2 separate regions of the Zea mays genome follow, and region 1 is linked to region 2. Evidence: chromatin contacts called from public Hi-C data. All regions are on one chromosome and are shown on one strand. The core of a region is the stretch at or near the end of the contact, and the rest is flanking DNA. Distances in the headings are between cores, read along the strand shown. Region 1 holds the start of LOC100279916. Region 2 holds the start of LOC100274103 (mitogen-activated protein kinase organizer 1).

Region 1 (5,547 bases), core at 1,733-4,232, 520 kb after region 2:
TTGCATTGATGGGTAGCATGGTATATCAGAACCAAGAAAATCAGAAAATGCAAGGCTGTATCCATCTTGAATACCAGGAAGAATATCCGTATGTATTCCATGGCCGGGGTCCATCATGCTATCCATGCTAGAGCACATCATCTCATTCCTGGTTGAATCAAAAATTTTAACTTTTAGCAGAAATATCATGACACTGAAAACAAACAATATATTGGCGTGCTAACGAAATAAACACTGTCATGAACCATATCTCACTGGTCTCTTGACACACAGGGAAAAGGCCAGAGACGCATACAGGACTATCAGGAATTCCTATATGATGCCAAAAAAAAAATTCACTACAAAAACTTCAGCATAGAGTAGGAAATAATTGGAGTCAAAGAAACTTACTTTGACTTTGACAAATCAAATCCATCAACTTCAACTGGTGTGCCACATTCTATATCAATTACTTGAACATCCTTATTATCTAATGGAATCTGGCATAAATCATATGTATGACTGGCATTGGCGCCTGTAAAAGTTTCAGGACCTTCTTGCTGTTTATTATTTGACTCTGCAGAAGATCCAGCTGCAGATGGCTGGACCAACGCTGGACAATTGTGTACAGCGGCAACCTCTGTACCACGAACTAGGTCAAGATCGGATAGATTTAGTGAGCTAGATTGATCCAGCTTTCCCTTTTCCATTTCTATTACAGTTTCAGCACCAACATCATGACCAATTATTTTCCTTTGATCGGGCAACTCAATCAGGTCCACATCTTGTGGCAGCATATCGATATCACCGATCTTTGTTCCTTCCTTAAATTGTAACTTCAAGTTATTCTCATAAGATATTGTCCGAGTTAAGCCAGTTTCCTCAATCAAGCTGACCTTGTGAAAAGCTGTTGTTGGTAGCAATTTGGTTTCTTCAATCAAGCTATCCCTGTGATTAGCAGTCAACGGAGATAAATCAGCTTCTTGCATGAAGCCATCCTCTTGCGTCAAGCTATCCTTGTGAGAAGCTGCAAATGGAGATAAGGTGGTTTCCTGCATCAAGCTCTTCTTGAGGGCATCTGTTAACGGAGATAAGTTAGTTTCTTCCTTATATTGCTGGACAACCACATGTGGTTGTGCATCAACCTTCTCTTCTACCATGTTTCCAGTCCCAACTGGTATTCCATTTTCTTGAAGAAGCATCGACTCTTTTGGTTCAGCACAGACATCACCAGAGCTAGTGTTTTCATGGCAAATTTTATCTTCTCTGTTTTCTGACGCGACGTTAGTCAAAGATCTCTCAGCAGAATCACCGATTACCATCTGTGAAGCTTGACAAGAAGAAACTAGATCAACTGTTTCAACAACTGCAGTTTCTCCTGGGATACATGCTGCATTTCTGTGTGCACGCACTGACCTGGGCCTTGTTGGGGTTCTTGTGAAGTTACAATAGTCAATCAAACTATCCTTACCAACATGCATCTCAACTTCCATATTTGTCTCACCATCAGAAGTGTTGTGATCCAAAGTAGCCTCATCCATAACTTTTTTTTCATTTCCAGCTTCCTCATCAGGAACCTCATCTTCAATCTTACCATATGGTAACTGTTTGGGATCTGACTCTGTAACAACACGACAAGAAGCATGATTTACATCGGTGTCTATCCCTTGCTTAACCACCTCAGTTTCTGAATTTTGCGTCCCACTGTCATCCTCCACCTCACCTTCCTCAGTCTCCTCCAGCACCTTTGATGCATCATTAGCATCCTTACTAGTATCTTTGACAGAGCTCATAATCTTCGATGTTGTATCCTCCATGCATAACCCTGCTACAGCCTTCGCTGTCAATGGTGTCCCCTCCCTCACTGCCTCTGTAACACTAGTACTCGCCTCATCATTCCCCCGATTGCCGCGGCGCTCTCTCTGAAACCCAGGTGCCCCATCTTCATCCCCATCCTCCTCGTAGTGCCGACCGTTCGGAAATGGCCTTCCTCTCTCCTCCCTGTCTCTCCCTGAGTCCAGATACCCCCTCCTGTACTCCCCATACTTCCTCTTCCCTCTTCCATTGTAGCTGCCACGGCTGCAATCATCTCTGCTACTAGTGCTGCTACTAGTGCCATTGGCTCGCCTAGGCCAGCCGTTAGGGTTACTGTTGTATTCATCTTCGTACCTCCTCCGGCCATAAAACCCGGGGGGTTCCTGCTGCTGTGGTAGCTGCGGGGGCGGAGGAAGAGGATGAGCAAGCCACGTGCCAGAGATGCCGGCGCCACGCTGGAGGGCGGCTGGCGGGAGCACGCCCTGGGCAACCAGATACTCGGCAGCGAGGCGACCGGCCTCCATAAGCACCTCGTACTTGCGCTCTAGCGGCGGCGGCGGCGGCGCCGGCGGAAACGGCGGAGGAGGAGGAGGAGCGTAGTACGGCTGCTTGTGGCCGCGAGGATACCCACCACGGCCGAACGGCGGCGGCGGCGGCAAGCGGCTACGGTGGTTGTACTGCATCGCAAAGGTCACAGCTTTGTCCACGGAAACCACGAGAAATTCGTCAGGAATTCTGAGGCAAAGACCAAAAAGAAAAGGTGTTACGATTTCTGCAACTTATCTCGCGGCGGGGAATCAGAAACCCTAGGGCAAGAACTCACAAGTCACGATTCACCGGACACTCTTGCCATCGTATTGGATAAATCCACCAAATGGAGGCCGGAATTACCACTGGCTAAGTCAGTTCTTGTTTCTTTCTACCTGATTCTACCCTCTGTTCTTGGTCCGATACTCCGATCGATGCAGGGGAAGGGAAAGGATTACTGAAAAAATGGAAGAATTTTACTAGATTAAAAGAACGCGACGATGCACCTATTTCTGCTGGGGAATTCTAATTTCCACGGGCAAGAATTTGCTGATTGGTTTAATCCAAGGAGTTAATAAAAAGGAAGAGGAAATTAATGGTCGCTGCTTTTGGTGGGTCGGAGTATCAGTTTTGGATGGGCGCGTGAATGTGCACGTGGATCCAATTCCTCTATCTGCTGCTTGGGTCGGGACTCGGGAGTATGGAGAAGGACTGGTGGGTCCCGGATGTCATTTGCTAAGGCCGGACGGTTCGGAAGTTGTTGTTTGAAAGCAGCTGTTTGATATAGCGCATCAATATAGATGGTAATAGTAACTCGATATTTGATGGGTAAAAACTCTATTAAAACATATATTTAACAAATTTTATGTCTATAGGTATTTTATTAGATACTTTATTATATACATTAGATATGGTGGCTATGAGTATTTTCTCTCTTCACACGTGAATCCACTAACACATGTCATGTGTGTCTAGATTATTAGAAATATTCCATATAAAATTGGAAGAGCAAGAATGATGCCCTTTTTGTTTCAATAGCTTACACGTCTTAAACATTTAAATATTAAGTATTGTATACTGAACAATTAGATAACTATCATAATGTTGTATGTTGTTATTAATAACTCTCTTTTAGGTTATGAGTGCTATATTTTGTATGATCTTATGGCATAATGTTGTCATTTAGTATGGAATTGTTGATCTTGTAATAAAATTATGTTGGGTTCGATGAATTTATCATGCTAGACATAAAGATAATATGCTATTTTAGTATATTTCATTATTGATGAGATATGGATCCGTTGGTACTTGATTTCAATCCCTGAAGGTATCGAAAATCAAGGCAACACAAGTTAAATATTTGGACCTTCGTCCTTTGGTTCGAAGTGTTAGCGCGAAGGACGAAGTTTCTCAAAATGAAGTGGAAATGAAACGATGTGAAAAGACAATGAAAAATATTGTATGGAACTCATCTGTCTTAGCATTCTTATTCCGACTTCTTTTTTTTTATTAAATTAGTTTATAAGTATACCTTCGGCTCCTTAACACAAGGTGGTATGATGGCTCTTCGAAGGCCGAAGCTATGGTCCTCAAAAAGGTATCTTATGCATGACTTTGTTCATCTAATTATAGAAAAAAAATGAAACGCCTTCGTACAAAATTACAATCATGCCCCTCAAGGTTTTACACACATTGTTTACAAATGACCTTCCTTTGCTGCGCAGATCTTGGCCTTCATCGCGTGAAAGCTTCTCCGCTGGCTTGTGTTCGAAGCCTTTCTCCTTTTGCCGAAGCTATCAACTTCGGCACACACCTTTATTATCTGCACGCATGGGTGAATCTTCTTTATACGCTGCTTCGGCCGAAGACCAGCTTCGTCCATTGATTGAAGTGTACTTGAAACACACTTGTTCATATCGAAGTGAAGGTTAAATGAAGAACTCTGGCAAAGGTAAGCCCCCAACAGTAGCCCTCGCGGGATGAGTTTGTTTCTTCGTAACGAACTTAGATCGTAAAAAATAAAATTGGGAGGCTTTGTGCCGAAGGTCCGAAAAACACCTTCCTGAATTCCGTTATGAAGAAGATAGATCGATTCAATAAAAACAATTGATCTGAAAGTTAGACGGACAGGGAGATGCTGAGAGTGATGTGCGGGAATGTTTTTCGACGTCTCACGCCGCTTCACACCCATTTCTCAGTATAAAACAGCCGAGCGGGTGGGTGCGGATCACATTTACTGCCCACAACTACCTGCTGCCAAAATTTTATGTGCCTCCGAAGCTTCCCATCCACCGCTGCTTCGAATGCTGGCTTTGGCTAAGTCATCTCAGACAATTTCCAGTCCACTCAGATGGCTAGGATTCAGACCACCGCAAAAACTGATCACACGTACCTCTTCGGAGGCATGAAAAGATACCCTACCCATCTCATAAGCTATGAGGGCTTTGTCATCGTCGAGGCCTGCTCCGGAGTTACTGAAGGATGGACCTTCGAAGCCAAGCTATATTGTAGGACTGGGCATAAAACCCGAGCCCGAAGCCCGTTACCCAAAATACCCGAACCCGTACCCGTTTAGCCCGATGCCCGTTACCCGAACAATTCCAACGGGTAACAAAACTAAATACCCGAACTAAGTTTGGGCCTAATCGGGTATTCACTCGCGGTACCCGAAGTACCCATTCTACCCGAACTGGTCCTAGTCGTGGGCTGTTGCCTATTGGGCTGCGCTGTTGGCCGTGGGCTCTGGGCTGTGCCGCTGCTTCTGCCTACTCCCTATCCGGAGTCCGGCTGTCCTTGATCCCATCCCAGCCGTCCCAGCAAAGCAAGGCAACAACCCTAGCTCAGTAGCTCCCAGGCGGCCGACAGGCCGACCGCCGACGGCGTCCTCCTCCAGGCTCCATTCCGGCTCCTCCCAAGCTCCCAGGCCCCAGCACCGCAGTGCGCGGCTGCGCGCAGACGCGCAGTCCTCCTCCCAGGCTCCCCGCTCCCAGCGCACTCCTCTCATCCTCTATCCCAGGCTCTGGCTGCAGGCACACGCGCACACGCGCCCGACGCACCGCGCCACCGCGGGTCCGTGGCACCGCGTAGTCGGCCTCGGCCAGTCTTGGGCACCACGTCGTTGCTTTGCTGTTGTTGGCTCCACGTCGTTGCTTTGTTGTTGCTGCCCTGGCGACTGGCGTTGGCGGCATGGCGAGTGGCACTGGCGACTAGCGTTGCTAATGCTTG
Region 2 (5,422 bases), core at 1,686-4,185:
GCTGTGGAGGAAGGAGTACCATATCGTAGCTACCGTCGAGGGACATGAACTCGAGACTCCCGAAACGGAGCAGCGTCCCGGGCTGAAGAGGTTGCTGGGGACTACCCATCTGGAGCTCGACGGGAAGTTATTCGTCAACACGCACCAGTCCCCTACCTGGCGCGCCAACTGTCGGCGTTTCGACCCCAGGGGGTCCCTGGACCGACGAGTAAAAATTGTCGCTGCATGTCCCAGCCCAGATGGGTCGGCGTGAGATGGAACACAAGGGGGAGAACCGCGGCTCGTGTTATCCTGCGCCCAGGGCGGATGCGCTTGCAGTAGGGGTTACAAGTGTTCGCGAGGGAGAGAGAGAGAGAGTGCGCGAGCCTGTTCGTCGGCCCGTCCTCCCGCGCGACCACCCTCTCGTATGAGGGCCCTGGACCTTCCTTTTATAGATGCAAGGAGAGGGTCTAGGTGTACAATGGGGGTGTAGCAATATGCTTACGCGTCCGACAGAGAGGAGCCAGAGCCCTATGTACATGCCAACGTGGTTGTCGGAGAGGTGCTAGAGCCCTGTGCATGCGGTGTCGTGGCCGTCAAAGGAGCACTTAAGCCCTATAGAAGCATAACTGTCGGGGCTGCCGGGACCTTGCTGACGTCTCCTTGCTTCCGTAGGGGCTGAGAACCGCCGTCATCATGGACGCACGCGGGGTGCCATCATTACTTGTTTACCGGGGCAAGTCAGATGGGACGCCGGTCTTGTTCCCCGTAGCCTGAGCTAGCTAGGGGTAGGGTAATGATGTCCCCCCTGTGGCGTGGTCGGTCCGAGCCCAAGGTCGGGCGAGGCGGAGACTCCTCCTGAGGCCGAGGCTGAGGTGGGGTGAGGACGCGATTCCTTCTGAGGTCGAGGTTGAGGCCGAGCCCTGGGGTCGGGCGAGGCGGAGACCATCCTCCGAGGCCGAGGTTGAGGCCGAGCCCTGGGGTCGGGCGAGGCGGAGACCACCTTCCGAGGCCGAGGCGGGGGCCGAGCCCTGAGGTCGGGCGAGGCGGAGACCTCCTTCTGAGGCCGAGGCCCAAGGTCGGGCGAGGCGGAGCTTCCTGTTGCGCCTGAGGCTAGACTTAGCTGTTGTCAGCCTCACCCTAGCGGGTGGCACAGCAGTCGGAGCGGGGCAGGCGACGCTGTTTTCCTGTCAGGTCGGTCAGTGGAAGGGCGAAGTGACTGCGGTCACTTCGGCCCTGCCGACTGAGGAACGTGCGTCAGGATAAGGTGTCAGGCGATCCTTGCATTGAATGCTCCTGCGATACGGTCGGTTGGCGAGGCGATCTGGCCAAGGTTGCTTCACTGCGAAGCTTGCCCGAGCTGGGCCTCGGGCGAGTCGAGGGTGCGCCCGTTGCTTGAGGAGGCCCTCGGGCGAGGCATGAATTCGCCTGGGACTACTGTTACTGCCCGAGGCTATGCTCGGGCGAGGCGAGATCACGTCCCTTGAGTAGACGGAGCCTTGACCTGAATTGCGCCCGTCAGTCTCTGCAACTTGTGTTGATGGTGATTACCAGCCGAGTTTAGGAGTGTTGGGGGTACCCCTAATTATGGTACCCAACAATAAACGATAGGTATTTGTAAATATTATGAATATAGAAACCGTGGTAATACACAGATAACTAACTAGTTTAATTTTATCTACCAATTAGACTTTTTATGATCAAAACTGCTTTTAAGTAATCTCATCAAGTAGTATTATTTAAGTTTTCAAGTGCATGAGACCAACTTTATCTTCAGATGACATCGCACCCAATGACCCAACCATTTCTGTTACAGCGAATTCATTCATCGACTAAGACTGTGTTCAGCGGTTCCCCCTAAATTTTTCCCCCTATATCACTTTTTTGCGTCACATCATAAACATTTCACCCCCTATTTTTTCATCTCCCGCAGTGGTCCCCCCTAAATACTTCCCCTATACCCCACTACAACTATAAAATATCATTTTCTATATCTACTATCAATTTTTTATCTACTAACAATTACTCGTGGACCCACAGCACAGTGCCGTAGGGGATAAACAGTGTTCCCCTACATCTGAGGAGAGAGAAACGATGAACGCTACCTAGAGTAAGGGAAAGAGGGCAGCAATGTGCGCAAAGAGGTGCCCTATAGCCACCACAGCGAGGGGAGTGGAATGCTCGCGGGGACCGTTGAAGAGAGTCTAAGATAACTGTCTCGCTAAGGTCTGGTTTGGTAACAAAGCAATTGGAGGATCAATGGAGAGGAAATCCCTTACTATTTAAATTTTGAATAGAAAGGGATTTCCTCTCCATAAATTCTCATTAAATACATTGTCACCAAACTTGCCCTAAGTGTAGTTATTGATGGCCATTCATGTTCTTTTTTTACACTGGTTCAAATAACAAAATTATTCCATCAATGAAAGTGTTTAAAAATATTTATTTATTATACTTTTTTCTAAAAAATGAAGTTTTATGCGGACAAAAACTTTAACAAATTGATGAAGAACAAAAACGATACTCGCTCAGTTTCAAAATAGTATTCGTTTTAGTTTTTATCTTTTTATCTATATTTATATAGATGATAATAAATTTTAGACATATATAAAACACATACATCAAATATTATATGAATTCATTATTTTTAAAATAAATTCTAATTTGAGACAGAGTGAGTATTAATTTATTTTTTGGGAAATTTGGATCCATACCATTAAAAGATCACCACTTTGGATCCATACCATTACTATCTCACTTACATGTGGGTCCACATGAGTCAATGACATGTGGGGTCCATGGTATATATCTAAAGTTTGGATCTTTTAATGGTATAGATCCAATTGTTCCTTATTTTTTTCTACCAAGGAGCGGTATTCAGCTACAAATTGTCTCGTGGGCTACGGGCTACATTCCATCTAGCCAGCCCAATCCACATCACCAGCCCACCTCGTCGAACTCGTCGTCTTCCGTCCATCCATCGTCGTCGGCGGCGGCGGAGAGAGAGCAGATGACGTCCTCGGGGACGGTCGCGCAGCAGCTGCCGCGGACGGAGGCGCGGTCGCTGTCGGGTCACGAGGGAGCGGTGTTGGCCGTGCGGTTCAACCGGGACGGCAATTACTGCCTGAGTTGCGGCAAGGACCGCACTCTCCGCCTCTGGAATCCTCACACAGGCGCCCAGGTCAAGACCTACAAGTCCCACGCCCGCGAGGTCCGCGATGTGCACTCTTCCTCGTACGTACGCACGCACGCAAGCACGCGCCCCCTTCTCCATCTCGTTGCGTCGCATCTGATCTGGAGACGCGGCAACGGAAAATTTGCCAAGTGCTTCTTGTTGTTCATTGGTTTCATGGTTTGTTTCTGGACAGGGATAACGCCAAACTGGTGTCCTGCGGTGCCGACAGACAAATCTTCTATTGGGACGTTGCCTCGGGCCGCGTCATCCGCAAGTTCCGCGGCCACAACAGCGAGGTAATGCATCAGATCAATTGATGCCCCCTCCCCCTTATTTTTGGAGTTTCAGCCGTCTTCTGATGGCTACACTGTAATCAAGTAGTCCCGTGCTAATTGTGTGGGCTACCTGAACCACGGGCAATAGTGTATCGTTCTCATTGCTGTAATACCAACTGTATCCAAAGCAGTGCTCTGAACCATACTTCTGGTGGTTGCACTCTTGTGCTTTTATCTGATAGTTCCACTTGCATTTAGCAGTTGCCATTGCACAGTGGTTCAACTGTGTGATTATGGTCAGGCCTGTCGGTGATGCTAAAAAATTGATAGACAGTCTCTGTGTGATAATTTTGTAATTTTTGAGATATGCATCCTGCTCAGCCATCTTTACTCTGCTCTCGATAGGTCAATTCAGTGAAGTTTAATGAGTACAATGCTGTTGTAGTCTCAGCTGGTTATGACCGTACGGTGCGTGCATTTGACTGCAGGTCTCAAAACAACGACCCTATTCAGGTGGTTTTACATTGTTACCTATACTACATAACTGCATCACGTTTTGTTATATTTCCTTATCTTGAAGTCTTATACAATTGCTTTCTACTATCGTGTTGCAGACAATTGATACTTTTCAAGATAGTGTAATGTCAGTTAACCTAACAAAGACAGAAATAATTGCTGGCAGTGTTGATGGTACTGTCCGGGCATTTGACATTCGCATGGGTAGGTAGGTGATGCCTTATTATAGTATCAATTATATCTAACATGTACTTCTTCCCTCCTTTTTTTAAGAAAGTACTTTGAATCCTAATCCATTTACTCCTATCAACTGTTTCTGTATGGTTTGTTGATTTATTTCCTGCTTGCTTATAACAGGGAGACTGTTGATAATCTAGGGCATCCTGTGAACTGTGTATCATTATCAAATGACAACAATTGCCTTTTAGCTAACTGTTTAGATTCTACTGTGCGGCTTCTAGACAAGTAAGTGCTATTTACAAGCTGCTCAGTATTTTGTTTTCAGCCTGGGCACAAATTTGCAGGGAAGCCTCTTTTATCTAGCACTTTGGAGCAATTAAATCCCATTACTAGTATGAAGTTATTTTTATTATTATTCTCCTCTACTTTATAGAAAGATGCAGTCACACTCTCCCTTTAGCTTTGGTTGGAAAGGTGATATGGTTATCAATGATGGCAATTTGGACCATGGAAGAAATTCCACATCTTGACATAGCTGTCAATCTCATTACCATCTTGAATGGATTGATCAAAGCAAATTTTCTCCGTAACTCTTAGTCTCTGATTCATCACTACACTATTGTCTTTGCCATACTATCACTCGTGGGAACTTTTATAGTCCAAATATATCCAATTACTGGGTTCTAGATTGTGCTAAGCTGCTGCTGGTGCCATGGATTACACCTGCACTTGCAGGCTCCTCATGTTTCTCAAGCAACATATTTGAGATTTGAGAATTGTAGTACTAGATTCCAGTTGGCTTCATGTTTCTTTTACATACATTCGAAAGCTTTAAGTTAACTTGGTATTGAAACATGTACTCCCTTGGGTAGCTGGCAAGTTAAATGAATCATTTTTCTTGGTCTTGTTGTCTTGGGTACAAATCGCATGTTAATATTTACTTGGTGCATTCCTGTGTACCAGAAGACCATCATGCTTGTATTCCTATGCCATAACAATCAGGAGCCATGTATTCATGTTTTGGTCCACACGACTACCAAAAATGATTTTCTTGTACTTTGAGAGTCCACATTATGATGGCCCCATTGCCCATGCATCATTGACTTGCTGCTGTATGCGGAGAAAAGGAATAAATGATATTAGGATCATAAGTGGTGGTTTTCATCTTTGTTATTTCCATAGCAAGCTTAGGAGTGCATCACTAACTATGAATGCATGGTTTTCAAATCATCCGATTAATCATCATGGTCGATCAGATGAAGTCGAGGGCTCCGATCCGATTAGGTAGTCTGGTTGT

What was found. Hi-C and Micro-C count contacts between places; a contact is called where the count stands out from the background.
Region 1: a contact with region 2 is called in a Hi-C map of ear, with 2.7 times the contacts expected there. The contact joins the promoter of LOC100279916 here to the promoter of LOC100274103 in region 2. A contact is called at or near these places in 2 of 25 Hi-C or Micro-C datasets (ear and tassel).

The regions. Positions count from the first base shown.
Region 1 is chr4:119,061,703-119,067,249 of Zm-B73-REFERENCE-NAM-5.0, forward strand. It overlaps LOC100279916, which reads right to left and starts at 2,983. Exons shown (of 5, transcript NM_001152868.1): 1 at 2,618-2,983; 2 at 391-2,529; 3 at 1-148. The coding sequence starts at 2,477.
Region 2 is chr4:118,543,634-118,549,055 of Zm-B73-REFERENCE-NAM-5.0, forward strand. LOC100274103 (mitogen-activated protein kinase organizer 1) reads left to right here and starts at 2,936. Exons shown (of 8, transcript NM_001148482.1): 1 at 2,936-3,213; 2 at 3,348-3,450; 3 at 3,835-3,942; 4 at 4,044-4,153; 5 at 4,303-4,410. The coding sequence starts at 2,990.